Linked DNA regions of Mus musculus: all the other regions are linked to region 1. The links are chromatin contacts, called in public HiChIP or PLAC-seq and Micro-C maps. All regions are on one chromosome and are shown on one strand. Each heading gives the region's core, a stretch centred on a gene start, on an enhancer-like site or on the middle of the called end of the contact. The rest is flanking DNA. Distances are from core to core; before and after follow the strand shown. Region 1 overlaps Wwox (WW domain-containing oxidoreductase). Region 2 has its middle 250 kb from the start of Gm39256. Region 3 has its middle 270 kb from the start of Gm39256.

Region 1 (5,107 bases), core at 1,581-4,080:
TGACAGACTTAGGAAAACTGACAGGCTTAGCCCTCAACTAGAGTATTTAAATGGTTCCTTTCTCCGGGCGTTTGGGGCGTGGAGCGGGCCTTTCACCTGGGACCTGACTCTCCAGAGTTTGCTCCCTGCCTGCTTCTTCCATCCCGTTAGCTGGGTTCCTGGATGTATCTCAGCAATTCCTCATCAATGCCACACCCCACCTTTGCCTGTGATATTCCCCATCTTCCTTCTTACTCTTTATGTCCTCTTTGTGGTAGGTCGAATAAGGGCTACCAACAATGTCCATGTCATAATGCCCAGATCCTGTTGAGTATCTTAAGATTGCAAACAGGGAACTGAAGTGACAGAAGAAACGAAGGTCGCTCACCTGCCGACCTTCAGCGTGGGAGATGATTCTCAATGGCCTGGTGGGCCAGATTTTCTCACCAGTTTCCTACAGTGGGGAAGAGAGATGCTGTTGAATCACAGGGAATTGCACAGGCAAAGGATTAGACTGGACCTCATCAGCTCTGCAGATGGAGGGAGGGGCATGTGCTAAGAAAGGCCAGTAACTTCTAGAAGCCAAAAGAGGCCGTGAACCAGATTCTCTCCTATGCCTTCTATCAGGAGCCTGATTCCCAGATACATGGATTTAAGGATACATTTGGACTCCTGACCACTTCGATCATAAAGAGCAGAGTTGCCTTGAGCATCTAAATTTGGGTGTATTCCTTACGGCAGCAAAGGCTAACTAACACCCGCTCAAGCCATTCCCTTGAAACTTTTCTCTGTCTTCTACAGGCCCTCAGAGCACCACGTACCCATTCTTCTCGCAACAGCCTGTCCTGTCACACTTAAGGTGTGTGGTAGGACAGCTTAATTACGTACGGCCTGTCTCCTCATTAGGTGTGGGCAGGAACAGTGTGTGGCTCACTCTCCTATTCCCAGGACCCACCACCGCCCAAGGGCTCAAGAGCAGCTCAGAGAGTATTTGTAGAATGAATAAATGCATGAGGGAGTCAATGAATACATTAATTAATTAATCTGTAGGAGAAAGAAGGGCAAGCCACCATCAACTTTAATTAAGTGCATATCCCATGTCCAGGGCCAGTGAGGGGGCTACAGAATTCCAGGAACCAGATCTGCCCAGTGACAAGCTGGCAGCCTTGCCCTCTCTCTCAAGACAAAGGCCTCCCACCCCTTCCATCCAGGATACAATGGGCTGCTCTTCTACCCTCCCCCTCCCAATCTCAGCGGGAGAGTCAGGCTGAATATTTCTTTAAGGGATGCTGTTGAGTTTTCTTCCGGGGGAGCAAAGGATTTGTAGAAAAACCCAGCGTGTAACTTGAGTGTTCCGTGTAGCCAGATATCGGTGCCAAGCTAAATTTGTGTGTGCAGCTTCTGTTTAAGGCAATTATATAGTGTATAATACCCAGTAGAGAAATTAAGTCCAAGTACATTTTGCCCACAGAGATTATCCTCTCAGTTGGATTTATTTTAAACAACTTTTTGCCCCTTATACATTAAGACGCATGCAATAAATCACTTATGTAATAAACTGCAGTATATTATGTGGAAAAAAATGAGCGAGTGGCGTGTGTGTGTGTGTGGGGGGGGTGGCTTCCAGTGGAGCCAGACCTCAGGCATGAAGAGAGAGGAGGGGAAGGGACTTGGAAGGAGGGGGCCGCTGCACCAGAGGAACTTGGAGAGGCTACAAATGGAAGCATCTCCACAGCGAACCTCAGGCTGCTGCTGGAGGGAGCTGGTTATGTAATGACTGCGGCAGTGGGGCTCCAGAGAAACTTTTTCCAGCTCGGCTTTTCCAGAGCATCCTCCCAGCTAATGTTCATTACCGGGGGTGGGGGTGGGGGTGGGGGTGTTCAGAATTAGGCTGGAGGCTGGAGGAAGGGAGATGGAGGATGGGAGTTTGTATTAAAGATGAGAAAACAGAGATGAGAGCTTTCTGTTTAGCAGCTCTTGGGTGAGCCCTCCATCCAGACGCTGAATGATTGCTCTTCATTGTAAATACCAATGGCCATCATCTATCCCGCAGAGGGGGGGTCTCAGGAAAACGGGGGGGGGCGTGCTTTACGAGAAGTAGCAGCAAATGCGTTCGGTAGCAGGCCACCGGGCTTCCGGAGTGTCTAGTATACACCAGCATGCTGTTCGTTCTGTATCCGAATTTCTAATCTCACAGGCGTCTTATGCTTTTCTGAGCCAAGTCCAACAACTTTCGCCGGGGTAGCCTCCAGCGATGAGGATTCCTGTTAGCAGAAAAATGACTGTGAGCTCCGACTTCGAGCAGGGCCTCGAGTATTTACCTAGTTGAGGCTTCCCAAATGCACTACCAGAGGGCACTATGATTAGTCCCATTTCTCAAAAGTGTAAACTGAGGTTTTTTTCCTTTTGTTTTGTTTTGTTTTTTTTTTTTTAACAAAAATCTGCCCCCAAGTTCTCTCCATCTGGAAGGAAAAGAGCCAGGGTTCATGCCAAGACCCATCTGGCTCCCAAATGCTTTCTGGCAATCACCAAGTTATACAACCAATTCTAGATGCGGATCCGAGAAATAACTTCATGGTGAGACTTGCCAAGGGAGGCTGCTTGCCTCCTTCCTGCAGGAACACATTGCAGCTCACAAATCTACGCCGGCTAGAAAAAAGAAAACCAATACTGCTCAGAAAAAACGCTTGCAAACTTCCCGGCAGAAAGCCCCCTGTTCACCGTGGTGTGCCTGCCACCGGGGAGTGGAAGTTGAGGGGTGGGGGTGGGGGGGCACGAAGCACGGTCAGAAGCTAGGAGTTTCCGGCTGAAGAACCTCCTTCCAGAGCCCCTAGAGGAGAGCAGAGGAGCCGCTCCAATTTCCATGTGCGCCTTTCTCTAACTTTGAGAGCCCAATAAAACCCAGAGTGCTGGGTAGGAATCAGAGGCTGCTAAGCTGCTTGTAATTTACGATTTAGCGTCGCACAGTATAAAAATAGGCAGTGAAACTGAAAGGCAATCAAGTCTATTGTCACCAGGAATGGGACGTGATCTGACATCCGCCGCTGCCGAGAGCCCGCTGTGTACTGGGAATGTAGTGTATATGGTTTCATTTTATCTCGACATCCCTGGAGTCTGGCCCCTGTCATTTATCTGTTCCCGAGTTACAAAGCGCCCCACGTGCTACTAGTAGACAACAACCAATGCATTTTTTTGTTTTTGTTTTTATTAAATCCCATCATTTTCTGGCTCAATTTTTTGGGGGGGGGGGTAGGGATTGCTTTGTCTCTCAATCTGTTGGCTATGGGGCAAAGGTCACGGGGTGATTGGTGGGTGGGCTAGCCCATAATTACCTTTCTTACTGCATGAGTGGCTAAGTGGGGGGCTCCGCCTCTGGCTTCTTTAGCGTGGTGGTCTTAGAGAGGTTGGATCTTGTAGGGCGTACACCTCATAGCTGCCATGGCAAGGTCTTCTCCGACTGACCTTGGACATCACAGGAAGCCACTTCCTCTCACCATATGAGGAGACCTTATAGTGAGTTTACCATCCCTGGCACACTGGGATTCAATGCAGGGGGACATAAGGCTCTACTTCCTGGTGGGAAGACTATTGAAGAACTTGTAGCTGCATTTTGTAAGCCATCTGGGTGTCTGTGGTCTGCATCCTCTTTGTCCCCATAGCAGATCCTTCTAAGAGATAAGGACCCTGATTTTGTTTGACCGGGTCCCAGTGCTAACCCAGGGTGACTCAGCTAGCTTCTAGCTGCCACCTCAGGGTCAGGGCTGCTCACTTCATGGAGGTCAGGAAGCAGCAAGACGGGGGATGGCGCTGGGACAGGGGTCAGAGTCAGGGTGTGACCTTCAAAGCCATGCTCCCTAGTATCTGCCTAGCCCAAGTAGGTCTAATCTTCTAGTCTCTTTTGCTTCCCCATAAAGTTGTCAAAGTATGAATCGATCAGTGAATTAGCCTGATGATTAAGCCAGCCAGAGCCGTTAATGATCCAATTATTTTCCGAAGCTCCACCTCTGAGTATTATTTTGGGACCACGCCTTCAAAGCAAGAGCTGTTTGAACAGTACCTACTACCTCAACTGTAACATAGCGTTCACTCCAAACTGCCTTTCGCTCACAGAAGTCTTGAGACTTTGGGGCTCATTAACAAATCAATTAAAGTGTCTGGCAACACAAAAATCATAAACCAGAATCCTGGATTCTCCTTCAAGAAGAATTCCCGGGGTTAACAGAGAATCCATTCATGTCTGCCAGTCCGGCTTTGACTCTTTCTCATTTTCCATTGGCCCAGGGGTGTAGGAATGGTGCTGAAAAGTACTCAGGGGCAGACAAAACTGCGGTTAAAGGCAGCCCTCCTCGGCACTCTGCCCTCCCCCACCCCCCCCCCCACCTCTACTTAGCTTTACTGGTTTCTATTATAACCCACCCAGCAAAGGACAGCATGGGCCGGTGAACATGGGTCAGCATTCTGATGGCTGTGGGCCCTCAGCCTGTGTGTTCCCCACCCCTCTTAAATATCCTTTTGAATCCCATACATTATGTTAGGTCTGCCCGACTTCTGTTTATACGGCAGCAAAGCGGGGACGGCTTGGATTTTGGAAGTTTCGCGGGAAGGTATTAAATGTGCTTTGAAACTACTTGAAAGTCCAGCTGTGTGTGCTTTAGTTTTATATTTAGCCCTAAATTAGAGACTCCATATACCTCAAGTAATAAAAAGGCTCAGCAGGGACTCAGGTTTTCCTTACGTTGGCCCCGGGGTTGGGCACCAATGAGAGAATTTATTATTTATATTTAGAGGGTTTAATTTCGTAGCTTAATTCTGCCTTTTGTGATGGTAGCCGCCCCACCACCACCCCCAGACACACACCTTGGATTTCAGAAAGTAATAGCTGTCTTCCAATCACCTGCATTTCATAACAGTGAAGAGGGAAAAGGAGGGAGGAAGCACAAGCTGGCCTTCTTTCCATCTGACCCTGGGAGCAGCCAGAAAGCTCAGCCAGGATGAGTGCCTGCCTGCCCTGCAGCCCCCATGCTCACGCTGGCATTGAATACCCTGCATCACCTTGCTCTCTGCCTTCCCAAGCTGCATCCATATAAAGTTCCCAAGAGTCTTTCCCAGACCAAAGTCCTACAGATCC
Region 2 (5,107 bases), core at 676-3,175, 230 kb after region 1:
GAGATCTCTCCGAAACTGGAGTTCACGTATTCAGCAAGACTCGTTATGTGAGGGCCAAGGATCTGAACTCACGTCTTTATACTTGCTTGGTAAGTACTTTACTGACCAAGCCATGTCTCCCGCCTCATGTCTGGCTGTTTTAAAGAAGATGTTATTTCTCTGTATTCTCTTCTTTAGAAGATCTAGGCATGTTTAGAGTTTAGGTCCAACAGGGCTTAGACAGTACAGTTCTGAAATGTACTTTGTTGCTTTGTATCAATAAATATTCCCTTGTAGGCTTCTCACTCTTTATTCTGTTCGGGTGGGTTTTTTTCTTCTTTTTCCTTAAGCTACTCTTGGTCATTTTGTCTGTGCTGCACTTTAAACCACAGCGTTTTGAGCCTGTTGTTTTGTGTTTGGCCGTGGAGAGGGTTGGAACACATACTTTTCACTCATTTTCCCTTAAGCTTAGTGTGCAGCTTCCTGGGGGTTCATTGCCAGGCAACTAGAACCTTGTGTCTGATCTCCCTGATAGCATGCAAAACAGGCAGCAGGTGATTTCATGTGCATGCAATTTGGGGTACCAGTGCCATTTCTAGGTGCTTCCATCACTATTTTCCATCTGGTCTCCTGAATGATGGATTCTGGTACCTAGACGTGTGTTTCATCTGACAAGATGATGCCTACAGATAAGCTTTGTACATGGCAAGAGTTCTATGATCACTGATAGGCAAACTAGACACACCAACCACACTTGAGTCGAAGAGACTCAAGAGAACTGAAAAGGAAGTAGAATCTTGGGGGTGGGGGATTAAGACCAGAGAGCAATAAACTGCAAGGTTACACCCTGAATCCGAGCTTTCTATCCTAGTTCAAAAGTCAAAGAAAATAAAGCAAGTGTGGTCTTGAACAACCTTAGTATATGGCACCTGACAGAGGAATTCAACAGCTGCTTGCCCTTGAACATCCCAGTGGCCTCAAAGAATGAGCTGAGCCCTTTGCATATGGTTTGCTCTTTAACCCATCTTGTGACAAAACATTTTTTCTTTTTTTTTTTTAATTAGGTATTTTCCTCGTTTACATTTTCAATGCTATCCCAAAGGTCCCCCATACCCACCACCCCAACCCCCTACCCACCCACTCCCCCTTTTTGGCCCTGGCATTCCCCTGTACTGGGGCATATAAAGTTTGCAAGTCCAATGGGCCTCTCTTTGCAGTGATGGCCGACTAGGCCATCTTTTGATACATATGCAGCTAGAGACAAGAGCTCCCGGGTACTGGTTAGTTCATATTGTTGTTCCACCTATAGGGTTGCAGTTCCCTTTAGCTCCTTGGGTAATTTCTCTAGCTCCTCCATTGGGGGCCGTGTGACCCATCCAATAGCTGACTGTGATCATCCACTTCTGTGTTTGCTAGGCCCCAGCATAGTCTCACAAGAGAGAGCTATATCTGGGTCGTTTCAGCAAAATCTTGCTAGTGTAGGCAATGGTGTCAGCATTTGGAAGCTGATTATGGGACAAAACATTTTAAGCCATGCCCTTTCTTTGTGTGTGTAGCTGTACATGTGTGTGCTCATGTATATGCTGGTACAGATGTGTGCACATATGTACAGGTCAAAGATTAATCTCAGGTGTCATTCCTCAGAAGTCCACATCATTTCTTTGAGGTAGGGTCTCTCACTGGTATAGAACTTGTTGTTAATGAGGACAGCACATTGTATTCCCAAGTATCTTCCTGCCTTCCCTTCTCCAGGGTTGAGATTATGAGTGTTAGCTACTATGCCTGTCATTTTAAACATGGGTTTTAGAGATAAAACTCAGCTCCCTACACTCAGAAGACAAACACTTTATCAACTGAATCATGTCCTCAGTCTGTGGTCACTCCAAGAAGAACTTCCATCAGGCACATGCCATGAGCCTTTTGGAAGAGTGGGACCATTGCTTCATTCATGTCTGACCACCAGTTCCTCCCCTCTGATACTATTCATAGGCTTGTAGGGTCAATGGGGAAACTTGGAGGAAGGGAAGCTGTGGGAACCAGAATTTGCCTATGACTAATCTTTGATCTTCCATTGAAATTGACTCTTGAGGAAGCTCTTTGAAAAACCTAAGATCAGGTTTGTCTCTTTCTACTTCAGTGAATTTCCCAATGTGCCACGGAGAACAATGGAGTCAAAGTGTCTAGTGGTGTGTGGATAATGATGAGTGTCATTCGAATTAAACACACACACACACACACACACACACACAATTTTCATTGGCAAAATAAATAAAATTCTACCTCTTTAACATAAAATGGTCAAATGTATAGTAGTTGGAAATGGCCAGACTTTGTTTCTGAATATCAGCCCCCTATGCATCCATCAGTCCCCCTTGTAAAGTATTGTGATATGTTCACCTGGGTCTTGCCTTCCTGCCCTTGGACCAAGAAATGAGTGAGCTTTCAGACTCTTCTGTCTTCAGTCAACCGGGTCTCTAATCTTGACCCATCCGTTCCATAACCCTAATGGAGACAGGTTGTCAATGTGTCTAGAATAAACAGTTTCATGCAGGGGAGTTGAGGACTAGATTATCAGAGACAAAGAATGAGTAACCAGAGAGGCCAGAGGAGTGTCTTTGGTGACAATGAGGTGTGTGTGGGGGGGGGAGGAGCAGAGAGAAGGGGATATTGCAGAGAACAAATGGGCTAGAGTTGTTCCTCAGGAAAAAATTCTCTATGTAAGATCTGTATCTTCTGCCCATCTATGGTGATGAGTTTCTCATTGTATATAATAATTAACTTTTCAATTTTACATGTTATCCTAAAGAGTGATTGAAAGTAAACAAAAACAAAACTTAAAGACCCAATTTTTAAAAAATGCCCACAGTAAAAGAATTAAGCATCCAGATGACTAACCAATAACCGACCCAATTTGAGACCCATCCTGTGGGCAAGCACCAATCCCTGATACTATTAATGATACTCTGTTATGCTTGCAAACAAGAGTCTAGCATGGCTGTCCTTTGAGAGGCTCCATCCAGAAGCTGACTCAGATAGATGAGACACCCACAGGCAAACAGCGGGTGAAGCTGGGGGACTCTTATGGAAGAGCTGGGGGAAGGATTTTGGGCCGTGAAGGGGATCGGAACTCCACAGGAAGTCTAATAGAGTCAACTAGCCTGAACCCTTACGACTCTCAGAAACCGAAGCATTAGCCTAGCCCTCTCCTTCATATCTGCTACATATGTGGATTCTGAATAACTGGAGCAGGAGTTATCCCAAAAGCTGCTGCCTGTCTGTGGGACATGTTCTTCTAGTTGAGTTGCCTTGTCTGGCTTCAGTGGGAAAGGATGAGCCTAGTCTTGCAGAGACTCAATGTACCAGGGTGGGGAGATATACAGGGGGCCCCCACCCTCTCAGAAGAGAAGGAGATGGGGAAAGGGAAAGGACTGGGGAAGGGGTGACGAGAAGGGGGGCAGTGAGTAGGATATAAAGTGAATACTACTACTACTACTACTACTACTACTACTACTACTACTACTACTAATAATAATAATAAAGAATTAAACATCCAGGTTTCAAACAAATTCTTCACCTTGGAATATGAAGGACAATGTGATTGGGTATACTTAGCAGAATTTCTCTAGAGGAATGGAACCAATAGAATGAATATCTATCTATTTATCTATCTAATTATCTATTTGCCATCTATTCTTCGTTTCCCTCTCTCTCCCCCTCTTCCCTCCCCCCCCCTTTTCAGTAGCTTATAGCCTGTGGTATAGCTAGTCCAACAATGGCTGTCTGGCTGTCTACCAGCAGAAAGTCCAAAAACCAGGTAGTTGTAGAGTCCATGAGGTCGGATGTCTCAGATGGTCTTCAATATACACTGGAGACCTGAAGAAGTAGGTTTTAATGCCAGAGAAGGAATTAACCTGCTAGTGCAAGTAAGAGCAAGAAGGCAAAGAACAATGGCTTCTTTCTTCCATGTCCTTTAAAATATAAAGCCGTCACCATGTGTGGCCCAGATTAAGGGTGCATCTTTGCACCTTCAAAGATCTGCATTAAAGGTGGGTATTCCAACTTCAAAGTTATTTAATTAAGAAATATCTCTTATAGGTGCACCAAACCTCTGGGATTTTAGTCAGTTCCAGATGTAGTCAAGTTAACAACCAAGACCAGCTATCACAGTTGAGAGTAGACAGGAATCAGTAGGCACTGAATCAGATCTGGTCCCCGCTTTGCTGAGAATGGTATACACTAGTGATGCTTATAAAGGTGTTGTGTACACTAGTGATGCTTATAAAGGTGTTGTGTGGAAGAAATAGAAATATCCACAGGAAATTGCAAGGATGACACATTTTGGGGGGTCTCTAAGGAGGGGTACATTTCTGGATTAGAGCACAGGAAAGCATCTGGTGGCCCTCAGTGGACATGAGTACAACACTCATGATTCCAAATGATTGGCCACAAGGCTGTCTCTATAACTACAATGCAAATCCCCATGGAAATGAAAAGACTTTACAAGTATAACTCACTGCATAGTCAGTAGATCCTCAGCATCTCAGGAGCTTAAAGAGGAAAGATTTATTTCACTCAATTATAGTCCATAATGCATGGATCTGAGTAGTCTGTTCAAGAAGTTGCAACTGGCCAAGCAGTTGCTATTATTTTAAATGTGGAGAGTCACTGGATAGACGCACCATGATGATAGTGGAGATCAAGCTGGAATTCACAGTAAGATATTCATGCCTACGTATGCTCACATTGTTCCTGGACATGACACAGTGGCCAGAAAGGGAGATACCATGTAAGGTTGGAGCTCTCTAGATGTGTGAGAGGTGGATGAGAGGTGAATGGAGTAAGAGAAGGTTTCCAAAAAAGAAACTAAGAGGTATCTCCTTTGCATGTTGCTTCTAATTTGTTTTCGGTTGGCCAAGTACCAAGGGCGACAATCCCCATAGAGACTCAAGGACAGCTTAGCATATGACCAATCAGCCAGATGTATGGGGGAAGATGAGTGACACTGTTGTCTCTGTGCTATGATGTGGAGGTGACAGGAATCTCCTTAAACTTTGTGAAACTCTACTTTTCCTCCTATCAAATGGGGTTACATGACCCATCCCTCCTTCATCTGTGTCCTGCTGAGATG
Region 3 (5,107 bases), core at 679-3,178, 220 kb after region 1:
GATGGGGAGGCCAGAAGCATCGCATCCCCCTAAGTAACTGCACTTGCCGGCAGGCAGTTAGGAGGTGCCTGGTGCAAGGACTGGGTTTCTTGGGTCTTTCTTGAGCACCAGGCCAGAATTTTACCACTAGCTACATCTTCAGCCCTCGGATTTCTTCTTCCTCTTTTTTAAAGAGTTACCTACAAAGCGTTAAGACGGCTGCTTTGAATTAAATGTGCTACCTGATCACAAACGGTGCTTTACAGAATTCAAAGCCAATTTTCTCTTCCTTACGGTCTTGCTAATATGATCCGGCATCTGAAATAATAACTATATTTCCAACAGCCTGAGCTCCCCCACTTCTTTTAGCTCTCTAATTTCTTACATGATTCCCCTGGTTTTACAAGTATTTTTAATAGACCAATGTTCCAGATTTTTCTATGCAGTCAAATCCTTCCCTAATCAGAAGCCTTGTTTTTCCATAGGAATTTAATTCCCTCTGCAGAATTGTACCAGGGCTGGGCCGTTCTGGTTTACATTCTCTGACATGTTTTCCCTCCCCTGAAGATTAACTTAACCATCGCGTGGCTCTGCCTCAATCCTTCGTATCTCATTTTCACTTTATTCTGCTCCTGCTCAGTCGCCTACGTTGCATACTGCTGAAGATGGGGCTCTCAGACATGGGGGTGAGCTTTCATAGATGCTGCCCGTTCCTGCTTCTTAAGCCGCAGGTGATGCTCAGAGAGGCTGGAATCAGCACCCAGACCTTGGACTCTTAACAAAGTTGCACAGCTGGGTGCACAAACCGCACACAGCTATGAAGATGGGTCATTCCTGTGGGTGACCCAAAACAAATTTGTCTTTAAAATAATCAGCTCTATTGGTCATTTATCATAGAGGGACATAGAGCACCGATTTGGTAAGAGTTGTTTTGTTAAAGTTTGCACTACCCAGAAGTTCTAAAATCCTTTCTTTAAATGACTGGCTTGCAACCTCCCAGGACTTGCCTTAAAAAAAAAAAAAACCCTCTTCGGTTTAAATATTCTTCTATAGAGGAGCTGCCTGCTCTTCTGTAAACCTGGTCTCCTTGATTCTATGTCTGCTTCCCTCCTTTGACCTTAACACACCACCTCCTGTTTCCTTTCTTCCTTCCTCCCTCCCTCCCTTCTTCCCATCCCGGTTTCCTTCTCTCTCCCATTATAACGGTATCTGCCGCAGGATCTGCCTTCTCCACCATCCTGAATTCCGCACATCTGTAACCCCATGTGATTCTGCTCCTTGCCAAACTCTGAACTGTGCCAGACCTGAAGAAGCTGGTGCTTAATAAGAGTTTGGTAAGTGACTTAAACACACACACACACACACACACACACACACACACACACACACACACACGCCCCAGAGGTGACAGGTTCCCCCACCCCCCACCTCAGCTATCTGGCCTGAGCTTCTGTGTGAACTGCATTAGCCCTGTGTCTTCGCCATCTCATCACCCTGCTTCCAGTTTGCAATAAATCACCATTGCCGTGTACCCACCAATTTAAAAAACATCGTTCTCAGTTCTCTGGCCAGAAGTGGCTGCAGATTCTCCCTCCCCTAGAGAGTATGGAGACATTGTAGTTCTGCCTGGTGCCTCCTCCTTCATGCCTTGAGCAAATATTTCTCAGGGCTGTATTATCCTTGCATAGAAGGCCAGACAAAGAAAAGGGGGCTTTCAGTCAAATTGCACCAGCTGGTATCCAGGCCTCTGATTGAGACGATCCACGGAGAGTTGTAGTTGTTTTGAGTGTTTAACTATACTGCTGCCTTCAGTCCCTTAAGAGGCCACAGAGAAACACAACTTCTTTGCCTGTGACAGAATGAGGGACTTGAGCTAAACCCTGAAGATTCTCTTGCTTTGCATCTTGCTTTTGCTTCCAGTACATCACGGGCCATGTCTCTTTCTGGTGCTTGGGGGAGACTGTTCTTCTGAGTGACAGAGAGAGGGTGTGACAACGTATCATTCAGTGGTGAAGAGCCCAGCTCTGAGGCTCCCGAACATTTCCTGTCTATTTATAGAGAATCTGGGATCCCATCCAAGCAAGCCTGCTGAGGGCCTCAACCAAATAATAAGCTCTGTTTGAAAAAAAATCTGTGACGTGATGATTCTACCAACCCAGGTCATCAGCTCACCTCTTCTTGGGCTAGAAATGCAAGGGTGACCAGCGAGTCTTGTTGCCTGCAATAAAGGGATTCCCCAAGACTGGGTGTTTTTCAGGACCGAAACCAAGACGGTCCTAACTGAACTGCACTGTGGGTGGCCCCTGATTGTATTTCATTCCAATAATGCTAAGATTCTAATTGCAAAGCCCATCATCACCATTGTGGAGACCAGAACTGGGATCATTCCCAACAGCCCTACAGCTGCAAGCCTCAATCTCAATGAGGCTAAATAGGCAGGTCTGATGGGGCAGATTTACACACAATTGATTTTAATAGAGTAGACCAGGGCTTGCAGAGACAGCTCAGTGGGTAAGAAGGGTCTCTATGCAAGCACGTAGGATCTGAATTTGAATCCCTACTACCAACATGAAAAGACAGGCAAGCATGGGTATGCATGCGTCCATAACCCAGGCACTCTGTAGGAAGGAGGCAGAAGGATCATGCAGGCTTGATGGCTTCCAGATCAGCTCTGGGTTCAGTAGGAGGCCCTGTACCCAAGGAATAAAGAGGGAAGCCACAGAGTAGGACACCCAGTGTACTCCTTTGGCCCCTGCCTGTACACACACAGGTGTGTGCCCCCTTCCTCAGTACACATTAAGAATAGACTGTGTCTTCTATTTATTATGCCTAGATTCACACATAATCTTCATCATGAATATTTATTATTATTATTCCTATGAGCAAAACCTTGATGTTTAAAGCTAAGTACCATCCTTTCTCTCTTTCTCCGTCCTGTTTTTTCCGTCCCTCCCTCTGTTTCTCTCTCCTTCCGTCTGTGTGTGTATCACACATGGATCTCTTCAAATGAAATATCCTCCAGATGCCTAACTTCAGAAAACCTTTAAAGCAAGTCACTCCAGTTTACAGAAGAATCAAGAATCCCTCGATTAAAATTAGCATCCTTCCTGACTCACTGGTCCATTTCATCCCAGCCTGCATACATCTAACAATAGTGGAGCAAGACCATCCCATAAGCTAAGTACGCTTCTAAAAAACAGACTTGTTCTGTAATGGGTTGAACAGTGACTGTTTTCGGCTTTGTGTCCCATATAGTCAATGTCACAACTACTTAGTTCTGCCTTCCTGGCAGGAAGCACAGACATAGGCTGGTACAAAAGGATGCATAAGATCGAGTACCATTAAAACTTTACCAGCAGACCCAAATTGGGATTTTCAATGACCTTGACTAAGTAGAGAGGCTCCCTTTCCTTCTTCTCTCTGAAAGTTACTTAGAGAAAATTGCTCTACGGTCTATGCCTCAGTTTCTTCCACTGTGCCAGGGTATAAAAATAAAAATGAATGAGGATAGGATATCTAAGGAGACTCTGGTTTTCCCACTGGTTTTGTTGCTCTATAATGGGAAGTCTATTTTTAAAAGCATAAAAAATATTATCCTTATGTGTCTGACATGTGTGTGTGGGGGGGAATGGGGACCAGAGGGCCCCATTGTGGAGTTGGTTTCCCCTTGAATGTTTACATGGGTTGAGGGACTGAACCTGGATCACTAGGCTTGAGTGGCAGGCAAGCTCTTAGCCCACTGAGCTGTCTGTGGTGCCAGAAGGTCTACTCAACATTCCCACACAACACATTAATAAGCCCTACTTTGGGAGTTTTGGTAGGGTCTAAATAGGACATTGGGAATTGTCACACTGGGTGGTGATTATCCAGTCCCCATGGAAGCCTGAGGGGACCTCTTCTTGGTCCAGCTTTGATTGCTGTGATCATGTTGTGATCGTGCACACCACAATTCTGAAGCCATGAAGACGTCTAGAACTTGGATCCTGGGCCCGTGCTGACAGCTAGACTTTACCCAGAACCAGAAAGTCTTAGCTTCTCCCTCCCTCAGCCCACCCTCTATGAATGCCTGGAGTTGGCAGAGTGCCCAGGCTTCTGTCCGACTTAAGGCATTATTTGTTTTTCATTTGCATTGTTTTAAATGAAAATAAGAGTGATGCTCACTTACATATCTCTACCAGTTTTCCCTGCCTCATCTGCCCAAGTGTCCCTATCTCATCCATGGGATTTTTACACAACATTCTGGTATTTCCTATGTCCCATCACAAATTGGCATTCAGAACACATGTGTGTGTGTTTGTGTGTGTGTCTGTGTGTCTGTGTGTGTGTGTGTGTGTGTGTGTCTGTGTGTATGTGTGTGTGTGTGTCTGTGTGTGTGTCTGTGTGTGTGTGTGTCTGTGTGTGTGTCTGTGTGTGTGTGTGTCTGTGTGTGTGTGTGTCTGTGTGTGTGTGTCTGTGTGTGTGTGTGTCTGTGTGTGTGTCTGTGTGTGTGTGTGTGTGTGTCTGTGTGTGTGTCTGTGTGTGTGTGTGTCTGTGTGTGTGAGAGAGAGAGAGAGAGAGGATGATGATGATGGTAATGATGATCGTGATGATGATGATAGACAGACACACAGGGACACACACAGAGAGATGAAGAGTAGCCATATGTACCCTTGATAATATTTTTGTCTTCTTGCTTTGGCTTGACCACACTCCCTCTTCCTTCTCTCTCTCTTGACCCTTGACCTTGTAACAGGAATATTTTCTGTTCCTTGTGGGCTGGAGCACTTGCATCTTGACCATGTCTAATTCACCTCTTTCTGCAAATCTTGGACTCTGGGCAACCACAACCCCTTCTCTAAGGTTTGGGTATTTAATTTGAATTTCTATGTCTTAACCTTCCTAAGACTCCTATGTGTTCAAGGGATGGCCAACAAGGTCCAAATTTACAGTACACAATTGCCCCCGAGTAGATTCTTGAGTGAACTTCCCCACACTGTTTAGGTATCTGTGAACTACTTCAGACTTTAAAAAAACTCTCTACAATTTGTTTCCTCTATTATCTAAAAATAGACCACACCATGCATATTTACATTACAAAATTATTCCATATGCCTCATTGAAAGTGCAAAATAATGAACAAAGAGAGTAA

The links. A called contact is a pair of places that touch in the nucleus more often than the background predicts. HiChIP or PLAC-seq counts read pairs in DNA pulled down with a chosen protein or histone mark.
Region 2: a contact with region 1 is called in an H3K4me3 HiChIP or PLAC-seq map of bone marrow-derived macrophages, with 4 times the contacts expected there. The contact joins two enhancer-like sites. A contact is called at or near these places in 3 of 484 Hi-C or Micro-C datasets (CD4 T cells, cerebral cortex and myocytes) and 4 of 115 datasets of contacts at active chromatin or transcription factors (bone marrow-derived macrophages, fetal liver, memory CD8 T cells and 1 more).
Region 3: a Micro-C map of stem cell-derived neural progenitor cells shows a contact between it and region 1, with 4 times the contacts expected there. The contact joins two enhancer-like sites. A contact is called at or near these places in 1 of 484 Hi-C or Micro-C datasets (stem cell-derived neural progenitor cells) and 2 of 115 datasets of contacts at active chromatin or transcription factors (bone marrow-derived macrophages and embryonic stem cells).

Annotation. Positions count from the first base shown.
Region 1 is chr8:115,157,266-115,162,372 of GRCm38.p6, forward strand. The region is part of intron 8 of Wwox (WW domain-containing oxidoreductase); the gene reads left to right. Among named protein-coding and RNA genes, the nearest start is that of Gm39257, 200 kb to the left of the region's middle. Within about 2 kb of position 2,831, at least 143 of the 459 cell types and tissues checked have an H3K27ac peak or open chromatin away from gene starts, as enhancers often do. A contact at or near this core is called in bone marrow-derived macrophages and stem cell-derived neural progenitor cells, where this site is marked.
Region 2 is chr8:115,390,581-115,395,687 of GRCm38.p6, forward strand. No RefSeq gene overlaps it. Among named protein-coding and RNA genes, the nearest start is that of Gm39256, 250 kb to the right of the region's middle. Within about 2 kb of position 1,926, at least 4 of the 459 cell types and tissues checked have an H3K27ac peak or open chromatin away from gene starts, as enhancers often do. A contact at or near this core is called in bone marrow-derived macrophages, where this site is marked.
Region 3 is chr8:115,373,488-115,378,594 of GRCm38.p6, forward strand. No RefSeq gene overlaps it. Among named protein-coding and RNA genes, the nearest start is that of Gm39256, 270 kb to the right of the region's middle. Within about 2 kb of position 1,929, at least 27 of the 459 cell types and tissues checked have an H3K27ac peak or open chromatin away from gene starts, as enhancers often do. A contact at or near this core is called in stem cell-derived neural progenitor cells, where this site is marked.